Linked DNA regions of Anser cygnoides: region 2 is linked to region 1. A link is a contact called in public Hi-C data. All regions are on one chromosome and are shown on one strand. Each heading gives the region's core, a stretch centred on a gene start, on an enhancer-like site or on the middle of the called end of the contact. The rest is flanking DNA. Distances are from core to core; before and after follow the strand shown. Region 1 holds the start of ARRDC3 (arrestin domain containing 3). Region 2 overlaps ADGRV1 (adhesion G protein-coupled receptor V1).

Evidence for each region. Hi-C and Micro-C count contacts between places; a contact is called where the count stands out from the background.
Region 2: a Hi-C map of liver shows a contact between it and region 1, with 3 times the contacts expected there. The contact joins the enhancer-like site here to the promoter of ARRDC3 in region 1. A contact is called at or near these places in 3 of 7 Hi-C or Micro-C datasets (all in liver).

Annotation. Positions count from the first base shown.
Region 1 is chrZ:3,414,656-3,419,757 of Taihu_goose_T2T_genome, forward strand. ARRDC3 (arrestin domain containing 3) reads left to right here and starts at 2,134. Exons shown (of 8, transcript XM_013193308.3): 1 at 2,134-2,637. The coding sequence starts at 2,358.
Region 2 is chrZ:3,561,670-3,566,771 of Taihu_goose_T2T_genome, forward strand. The region is part of intron 84 of ADGRV1 (adhesion G protein-coupled receptor V1); the gene reads right to left. Among named protein-coding and RNA genes, the nearest start is that of ARRDC3, 150 kb to the left of the region's middle. Within about 2 kb of position 1,987, at least 1 of the 3 cell types and tissues checked has open chromatin away from gene starts, as enhancers often do. A contact at or near this core is called in liver, where this site is marked.

The DNA.
Region 1 (5,102 bases), core at 884-3,383:
GCCAAGGCAGTTCCTGAATCTGAGGCTTTAACTTCACATACCAACAACTACTAGATTCATAAAATCCTGTCAGTTCAGGAGTGTAGAGCTGTGCCTACTACAACCAACAAAACGAGATACTGCAAATGCTGATCCCAATCCGTTCTCCTTCCTCAAAGGGCACAGAGGTGAGAGGCTGCAGGAAGGAGACTCATGTTTTTAGGGAAGAGATAATATGAAATGAAAGAAAAAGGAAAACGAGAAAGAAAATAAGAGACAATAAAGGAAAATGAGAAAGAAAATAAGAGAAAGACAAAAAAGGAAAAAAGAGAAAGAAGGGGAAGGGAAGGGAAGGGAAGGGAAGGGAAGGGAAGGGAAGGGAAGGGAAGGGAAGGGAAGGGAAGGGAAGGGAAGGGAAGGGAAGGGAAGGGAAGGGAAGGGAAGGGAAGGGAAGGGAAGGGAAGGGAAGGGAAGGGAAGGGAAGGGAAGGGAAGGGAAGGGAAGGGAAGGGAAGGGAAGGGAAGGGAAGGGAAGGGAAGGGAAGGGAAGGGAAGGGAAGGGAAGGGAAGGGAAGGGAAGGGAAGGGAAGGGAAGGGAAGGGAAGGGAAGGGAAGGGAAGGGAAGGGAAGGGAAGGGAAGGGAAGGGAAGGGAAGGAAAGGAAAGGAAAGGAAAGGAAAGGAAAGGAAAGGAAAGGAAAGGAAAGGAAAGGAAAGGAAAGGAAAGGAAAGGAAAGGAAAGGAAAGGAAAGGAAAGGAAAGGAAAGGAAAGGAAAGGAAAGGAAAGGAAAGGAAAGGGAAAAAAAAAAGAAAAAGACTAAAGAGAAAGGAAAAAGAAAGAAAAAAGAGAAAAATCAAAGAAAGAAAAAGGAGAAAGAAGGAAAAAAAAAGAAAAAAGAAGAAAGAACAAGAGAAAGAAAAACGAAAAAGAAAGAAAAAACAGTAACAACAACAACAAAAGCAGAATTGTCTTTATTGGGGCACTGGGTCATTATTTCATACCAGAGCTCAGCTCAGATGCTGTGGGCGCATAGCACAGAGTGAATATGAAATTGATGTATACTGCCTGTTGGTTTTTTAACCAAGCTTTAAGAGGAAAATAGAATTAGTCTTGAAAACTGGGTCAACTTTCATGTAAATCAGCACATCTGATCACTCAGGACATGTTTTAATTAACTCAGAACAACAGCATAGCAATATACGGGAATTAGCTTCAAAGATTGTACAGTTTAGCATAGCATGGGTATCCAAATGCCCTACTAAATTCAGCGGACTTGGTTCTACATATTTAGAAAAACATCCAAGAATGCTCGGCTATGCCTGCAGCCCCTCAAATTGTTCACTGTCTCACTGTTAGAATGAAAGATGGATTTACTGGTGCCGTTCTGAGAAGCAGGCTTACCACCCACTGCATTTTCTTCCAGAAACACAGTCCGGGATCTGGCAGAGGATGCCTGCCGTGAGGTGAGGCATGTGTGCGGAACCCCTAAGTGTCCACAGATCAGTAAAATCTGACATAGCAGACGCCGACCCACAAGCTCGCGCACGGTCTGAGCTCACCTGGACCACATCCCACATGGAACCACAGAATGGTTTGGGCTGGGAGGGCCCTTAAAGCCCACCCAGTGCCACCCCCTGCCATGGGCAGGGACACCTGCCAGCAGCCCAGGCTGCCCCCAGCCCCATCCAGCCTGGCCTTGGGCGCTGCCAGGGATGGGGCAGCCGCAGCTCCTCAGCCACGCACGGCCGCTCCTTCGCACCCCGCGCTGCCGGGAGCGGAGCCCGGCGCTGCGCGGCCGCCCCGCGGCACACGGGGGCGCACGCACACAGCGCAACCACGGCCGGCGGCGGGGCCGGGCCCGGCCCGGCGGGGCCCTCGCGGCCCTCTGGGGGCGGCCGCGCTCTAAGGGGATGGGCGGTGGGAGCGCGGCGCGCATGCGCGGGAGCGGGGAAGGGGGCGGGGTGATAGGGGAAGGGGCGGGGCTAGGAGAGAAGGGGGCGTGGTGATTGGCGGAGGGGGCGTGGCGACGGCGGGAGGGGGCGTGGTGATTGGCGGAGAGGGCGTGGCGACGGCGGAAGGGGGCGTGGCCGGCCGCCGCTCGCCGCGCTTATAGCGGGGTGCCCGCGGCACGGCCCCGTCTTTGTGGGCAGAGCGCAGCGCAGCCGGGCGGCTCCGAGCGCTCCCGAGCGCCGGCAGCCGGGCCGCCGCAGCCCGCCCGCCCGCCCAGCCCGCCCCATGCCGGGGCTGTAGGTCGGCGCCGAGGCTGCCTGGCGGCGGCGGTGGGTGGCGGAGCGAGCGGCCGGAGGCCCTCGGCGCCTCCTCGCCTCGAGCTTTATTTTTCGTACGGTCCTTTTTATTTTTCTACGCTTCGCTGTACGCCATGGTGCTGGGGAAGGTGAAGAGCTTGACGATAAGCTTCGACTGTCTGAACGACAGCAATGTCCCCGTGTACTCCAGCGGGGACACGGTCTCAGGAAGGGTCAACCTAGAAGTGACGGGGGAGATCCGGGTCAAGTCGCTCAAGATCCACGCGCGGGGGCACGCCAAGGTGCGCTGGACGGAGTCGCGGAACGCCGGCTCCAACACCGCCTACACGCAGAACTACACCGAGGAGGTCGAGTACTTCAACCACAAGGACGTCCTCATCGGCCAGGAGAGAGGTGAGGGGGCTCTGCCCTCCCCCGGCCCCCCGCCCCGCAGCCGGCACCGCCGCGCCCTGCCCGGCCCCGCAGCATCCCTGCTCCGCGCGTGGGGGGGGGGGGGGGGGGGGGGGGATGGTGGTGAGGAGGGCGAAGAGAAAAAAGGAGGAAAAAAAAAAAAAAACTCCGAGGGACTCCGGGGTTGTTTTTGCGAAGTTTCCACCCTTTGTTAGAAGCGGTTCAATCCTGTTTGGGACCGGTCCTGGCGAGAGGGAGGGGGGTGCTGCCGCTCGGCGGCGGAGATTGGCTGCGCGCGTCAGGTGGTGGCGATGACTTAATTCCTAGCACAGGAAAATAGTCCCCGAGCCGGTTATGTAATGGGCAACGCTCCGCACCCCCATTTTTAATTATTTTATTATTTTTTTTCGGTGCCTGCACACACACCCCCCCCCTCCCCCCCCCAGCACGCAGCACGTTCGCTGCGGAGAGCCGAGCGCGGCTGGGGTGTCTCCGCCTTGGGGACAAACCGGGTTCTTTCTCCCCTTCCTTCTGAGGAGAAACGTGGTTTTTTTTACGCCTTCGGGCTTTTTTTTGGAGAAGCTTCTCCGCACCGTGCGTGGAGCTTTCCTACGATCTGTGCAGAAGCAGACCGCGACCTCCTTCTCTCCCCTTCTTTTTGTTGTGTTTTCTAATTCCTGCCACCGACGTGAGGCAGCCCTCACAGCGATCCCCAACCCCTGCTTTGCGGCTGGCACCCGCACGCCCTGCTTGGGGGGCGGCGGCCCCGTCCCGGCCACCCACAGGTGTGGCTCCGCACCTCGGGGTGCGTGTGGAGGTGGGGGGGGGGGGGGGGGCACAGCGGCCGGCGGGTCCGCGATGAGCCGGGCCGCACCGTGCTGCGCCGCACCGCCGCCTCCCACCGACTGCCGCCCCTCAGAGCTGGCGGCCGAAGCCCCGCCCCCCGCGCGCCTCCCGATTGGCCGCCCGCAGTTTGTTGCCTTGTTGCTAGGGCGATGCCAGCCGCTGATTGGCTGGCGGGGGGGGGGGTGCTGAGAGGGCTCGCGCTTCCCCCCTTCTCCCCCCTCCCTCCCCCCCCCCCCCCCCCCCCCACCAACGGCCGCCCGGTAACGGTCGCCGCGCGCGGCCCTGAGGGGGCCCGGCCCGGAGCGGGCGGCGTGAGGGGGGCGCGGCGGAGCCTTCCTCCTCCTCCTCCTCCTGCCCGTCCTCCGCCCGCCCCCCCGGTGTAATGTATACCGTACGTATACGCGCGGCTGGCTGGGATCCGCTCGCGCCGGTTTAGGCCGGTCCTCTCCTGCTCCAGCCGGGCCGCTGACTGACAGCGCGGCGGGGCTGCTGAGCTGGCAGGGCGGCCGCGGGGCCGGGCCGAGCCGCCGAGACAATGAGAAGGGGGGCGAGCAGCACGGCGGGCCCCCCCCCCCCCCCGGGGACCTTCTGCTGCCTGGAGGGACGTTCGTGCCACGCATTCCCTCTCCTCCTTCGCCACTTAATTTATTCATCTTTTTTTTATCATCATTTTTCACTGTAGCATCGTTGTGGTGCAGTATACAAACGCAAGCACCCGTGTCTTTATAGCACAATGGAAGCCTAAAATTTGATGTGCTTCTGTTACAGCTCCCCACTATTAAAGCAGTTGCCTCCCCCACATCCAATTTCTGTACCTGTGAGGGTATTCCAGCCTTTTTATGTAGGAGGTGCTCGGTTATTTTTTTTTTCCCTCTCAACTTTTCTGCTTCGACGGAGTCAGCGTTTTTTCTGGTTTTGCGGTAATTATATCGGAATAAACCACAAGTTTGTGGCAGCGTTTTAAGCAATAGGAGAAATCATAACCACAAGCAAAGGTCGGCGTTCTTGGAACCAGCAAGTATTTGCTCTCCGACCAAGACTGAGTTAAACTCCCGAGATTTCTTGGGTTACCTCCACACAGTGCTGACCAGGCAGATTGCTCTTTCTCTGTGCCCATGAATTTGGTGCTTTCCAGGTGGTGCTCGGATGCCTTTTCCACTGCCCCCCTCCCTTTTCCACAGCCTTTTTCTGGTTATTTCATTTTTGGGTGCTATTGCCAGGCAGTAGATAAAAGGGACCTGAATCACAAAGTGTAGTCTTACACAGCAAACTTCAAGCCATGTATAAGACCAGTTAATACCACTAAAGAGGTCTTCCATTTTAAATTTTAACGGAAAATCAGTGTCAAAGCATGGTTTCCACTACCAATCCTTCAGGCAGACCTTGAAAGGGCAGCAGTGACAGCTGTGCCCCTGTTGAGAGGCAGGATTATGAATTAGAGCAAACGAGCCTCCACTTTCACACAAACCTGTCCATTTTATGCACCTCAAGTGCTGCAGCCCAATCCAGAAGGCCGGGTTCCTGGGACACCCTATTTCAGGCCTTGCAGTGAGCGTGCAGATCCCCTTCGTGCCACAGAAGAGGCCTGTGTAATGTACTCTGCTGCCTAAAACGTTTGCCGA
Region 2 (5,102 bases), core at 737-3,236, 150 kb after region 1:
CTATAAAGAGAAAAAAAAAAATCATAATAAAATAATGTACTGCAGCTGCATAATGACCTGCATTAAAAGGAAGCAACATTTTCCATTCTTTAAAAAGTATATAATGATGATGATGATAATGATGATGATGATGATGATAATTACATTGTTTTGCTACATGCTATACACCCCCCACCAAAAAGTGTAAAAACATGATTTGATTAAAAACAAACATCTGTCTTCTCATGTTGCTACACATGACTATGGATGCCTTGTAAAAAATAATGATTCAAAAGGCTGTGGCAGCTGTACTGAAGTCGAGCATTAATGGTCAGATGCACTCTGCATTTCAAGCAGCTCGTTATTCATAAAAACCTTGGCCCCACAACAAGTTTTAAAAGAAGGAATCACATGGTTTGGGTAAATCAAACACGGGAACAAAAACAGAGCGGTATCATGACTCAGGAAGACAGACTCTGTCCCTTTTCATGATTCATTGCTTTGGGAATCTTCACAGGGACGTACTGAGCAAGGACATTCCCTCCAAGTAGGCTGATTTTTCTACAGGACTGAGCAGGAAAGAGCAATTTCACATTGGTCAGCATAAACTACGGCAGCCTCGGGGTATTCTAAGTTACAGCTGGCGTCCCAGAGAGGTTGTTCAAGCTGTGGAGGCCAATTGCAAAGCAGCATGGCTTCCATATTTTGATGACTCTCCAATAAGCATGGGTTTCTTTTAACACGAGGTTTCTCTCAGGAAATAGAGTTTTTTTTTTTTTTGGGCTCTGAAGCAAGAGAGTAGCTCAAAATAACCAGGAGAGAGCCATCTGATGGTATTTGCGCAAGGTAACTCTAATAAATGGCCTTATGCTAAGGTGAAAGTAGGGCTGCGTTGTAACTGAGTCAAAGGGTGTCGGCTGGAGCTTTCCAAGAGGCCGGACAGAGCCCACATCCTGCTGACACTGACTTTACAGGTTGTGGTTGACCAGCCCTCCTCTGTTCTTTGGAAAATCCCTGCTGCCTTCTTTGAGTGACCTGCAAACACACTGTGTGATTAACCCATGTTGGACAAATCACATGGGCTGTAACAAGTTTTAAACTCTAGTTTTCGTACACGGAGTTGCAGTGCAGTGTTATAAAATAGCTTTAATTCTGGTTATATTGGTAAAAAATCTTGAATATTTATTTATTAGACTAGAATATATTAGATTATATATTTATTAGCCTATTTATAACTAGGCAGCTTAAGATTTTTAAGTGATATTTAAATGTCTGTAACCTCTCCCTAGAACTGTTTTGCCTATTATTTCTTTCCATAAAACAATGCAGCCAGCTGGGAGATTTGGGCCCCAACCCCAAGCATTATATCCTGTCTCAGATATCAGATATCAGAAATCAGAGTGTTCCTGATGAAGTGATCAGAAGTTTTTAAAAAACTAGCGCTCTGCTGGAGTTCCATTTTACAAAGCAAGATGTTCTCTATTATTAGTAGATTCGAGCCTCAGAGAATAATCTTCACACAAAGGATGTGTGAAGTTTCAGATGACAGACATAACAATTGTAAATATTACACTTCTCTCTGCATGATATGTATCTGAAGCTATTTAAATGTCAGTTCCTGTTGCTTCTAGCTGTGGCAAAAAAAAAAAAAAAAAAAAAAAAGACCTTTCTGTAGTTTAAAAAGTAAATTTGCTAAAAGCAAGTAGGTTTTTTAACATTGATGCAAGCTGTTTAGGAAAGCTAAAAAAAAAGCAAGGTAAAACAACTTAGAAACTTAACAAAACTCACCAGCAGTTACAAAGTGCCGTCTCTCATTTTCACTTAAACAATACAGTTTTTGTTGAGCTTGTACTATAAGCCCATGTCAGTACTGTTACTGCTAAGCACTTATATAAATATATGTTCTTCCTGATAAGCGAACCACGAGCTTTTCCTGATACTAGTGATTTTTAAAAAATAAATGAATTGTCAGTTCTGACCTACAAACCATGCAGGCAGAGAAACTCCAGCCCTGAAGTTTTGGATCAGTTTGCTCTGTTATTAATAGGCGTTTGTGCACTATGTAGGGTACTGTTTGTTTAGGGTTTTCAGGGAGGTTTTCTCTTTCCTGCTTTGTAAATAGACACGCAGCTCTCAGTACAGCATGTGCAGGACACGGAGCGGAACGGAAACTCGCAACATTGCTGCTGGGGAGGAAGTACCAGTTGGTTTCCTCACAAATAGTCTGAAAATATAAATTTGTGAGCCTGCAGAGCGGCGAGTCAGTGCCCTTTATCGTGGCCCTGCACCTGCCTCTGCCCGGCGGGAGCGGCAGATAGGGGCTGAACCGGGAGCAGCACTGCAGGGCAGAACAGCCTGGTGCAGCATCACGGCTGTGGCTTTGCGAGGTGCTCACGAACGGGATGTCTTGCAAAGACAGACAGAGCTGCTCCACAAGCTGCTTCATATCCCACGCTGAGATGTGGTCTCGATCCGTAAAGCAAAAGGTGACAACTGCACACATCTTGATGTCAAAATGACAGATTCCTGGCTCAATCTCCCTAGCTACCTTAGGAACGGGTAGCAAGAACTGAAGTCAGGGGACGAACACTTCTCACCCTATTAATTTCAGGAAAGCCGTTGACTGAGAAAGGTTGCACAGACCTGTGGAATTATTGCTGAAAATAATAAAAGAGGTGTGTGCTTTCACTGTAGCTGCAGCTTGAAGATCACAGCAGGATTTTACTTTTGCTTTTGTTTAATCATCCTTCCTCAAAAGGAAATTTTTTTCTGGGACACACAGTTCTCCCAAATGCCATCTGCTTATGGGTCAAGGCAAGCAAATCCCAGATGAACCATAAAAGCTGCCCCAAAGCATCCAGCACAGCTGTAAAATGTGACCTACATGCACAACTATATTTTGAGACTTCTGTAACCAAATACTACTGCCCAAAGCACAGCACAGCTAGACTTACCTCCTTTGAGCACTGCATTTGGTATCATCACCTAATCAGAGTGATGGGGAAATGGACCTCAGGGATCTCTTACTGCCCATACCGCTGTGGATATTGTTTGGTGTGAACTCCAATGAATGTTGCATTTGTGTTTGATGGATTTAGACCAGTTTATATCTCATGCGGATTAGTTCAGAGGCAGGCCCATGCCATTTTGTGTCACAGATAATTCAGCATAGGTAAAACTAATTCTTTTACTGAATTTAAGTTTCAAGGAAAGTGCAAAACATTTAATAACAGTTTTTCCAGTTTTTATAGAATGATAATGTGGCAGTCAAACTTTCAGCATTGCTTAGTTTTATTTTTTTATTTTTTTTTCTCTGTACGGAAAAGGAAGAGGAGAGTGAGAGGAATAGGAGAACTAGGAGGAAAAAAAGGATATGAAAAATCAGATCAGTTCAGTTAAGAAACATAAACTCAGAAAGAAGAGGATCTTACACTGCCTAGAAATTAAGCCAACGCTTGCTCTTTGATGTTTACACTTGGACAGGCTATCCCAACTACTTTTTAAAAGACAATTTTACATCAGTGAGAATTGCTGCTAGAAACTAAACAGTGGTATGCCTATCACCTTTACTCACACATAAAAATTCATTATTTCATAAGTAGTACCATATTCATTAATGGAGGTACAGAGCCACTATGTACTATGAACCATTGGAAACAGTGGGGAAAATTCACTCCACCATGAACAAAGAATGAAGAAGTGCCAAGATGCTGTTTTGAAATAGCAAGAAGAGGACTTTCAGAAGACTCAGCTTGAGTCAGTGTGTGCAACAGCCTTGTCAATAAACCAGACCTATTGCATAATAAAGCAAAAAACACTTTCTTGTTTTTCTCTGCTGTTGCTATTACTGTAGAGCTAAACAGCTGGGAAAGGGGGAAAAAACAAAGTGCCTGAGAAATGTTTTTCTACAATGAGAACCCAAAATGTAAGCCACTGCTGCTTTAGAACGTGGCCCACTGTGTTTCAGCCATCTCATTATACCACTTTCTAGAGTAATGTTTCTGAACAACTTTATACCTAGGTGTTTTCTTTCTTTATTTTTTTTTTATTTTTCCTTTGGAAGTAAATCCTCAGGAAGCACCAATTACCAAAGAAGCAGCAGCAGCAGGGATCTGGCACAAGCACTGAGTTAATACAATCAAGACTTCCACAGCACTGGAAGCTCTGGAGTGTCCCAGCAGGTTTTCCCAGAAGTCCCGTAAGTCTTGTAGCCCTCAGAACTTGGCCAGGAAAATAAACTGGTAGAAACCTGCTTGATTTTTTTTTAGAGTATCTTTTTTATTAACTCTGCCATTTTAAAATTATATAAGGATTTACATGACTGATTTTGCTGTCTTGCTCCTGTTTATATCTAAATTTTGTTTGCCATTTGTATCACTCATTATCAATGCCTTTAACATAATAAACTACAAATAAGGTTATTTTTCTGTTTTCTTTTACTATTTTTTACAGTTTCTCACAATCAAGAAAGTGTTTTCCTGGTACTAGCTTTTAGGGCAGACATTCCTAATTCTTTTTTCTGTCCATTCTTTAAAGCAAGCCTTTTCATGTAAGTCTCCCTGAAAAAGGAGATGTTAGCATATGCAAACTGCCAAACATACGTGAGGCTTGTGTGCTCACAGCACTGCCCCTTGGCAGGAAGCATAAGAAAAAAAAAAAAAAAAAAAAGAAAAGAAAATATTCCATTGTGCTTTTCTTCCTCTTCACAACACTACTTAGTATGTACTTTTTGTTTATATATATATATCTGCATGTTTTGTTCCACCACCACCACCCCACGCAAAGCTCTTTGTGGGCTGTAACATAACAAATGCCCAGGATAAGCAAGTATTACAACCATTCCTTTTGAAGACTCCTTGTTAGATACTGACCCTGTCTAAGCCATACTGGCAATTAAATTTAATACTGTTAATGCAAGTCAATCTCCTATCACTGTTTTCCTTTTTCTCAGATATTCCTGAGCACAGTCTGGTGAGATACACTTACATTTACTGGTGCTGCTGCCTAGCACAAGCAAGAGTTTGCATTCCCAAATTACAGCTCACTGCACCAAGTACAGTTCATGTCCACGCACTTCGAGCAACTAAAATGTGAGCAAAAAATTGGCCTGCTGCTGCAGAATG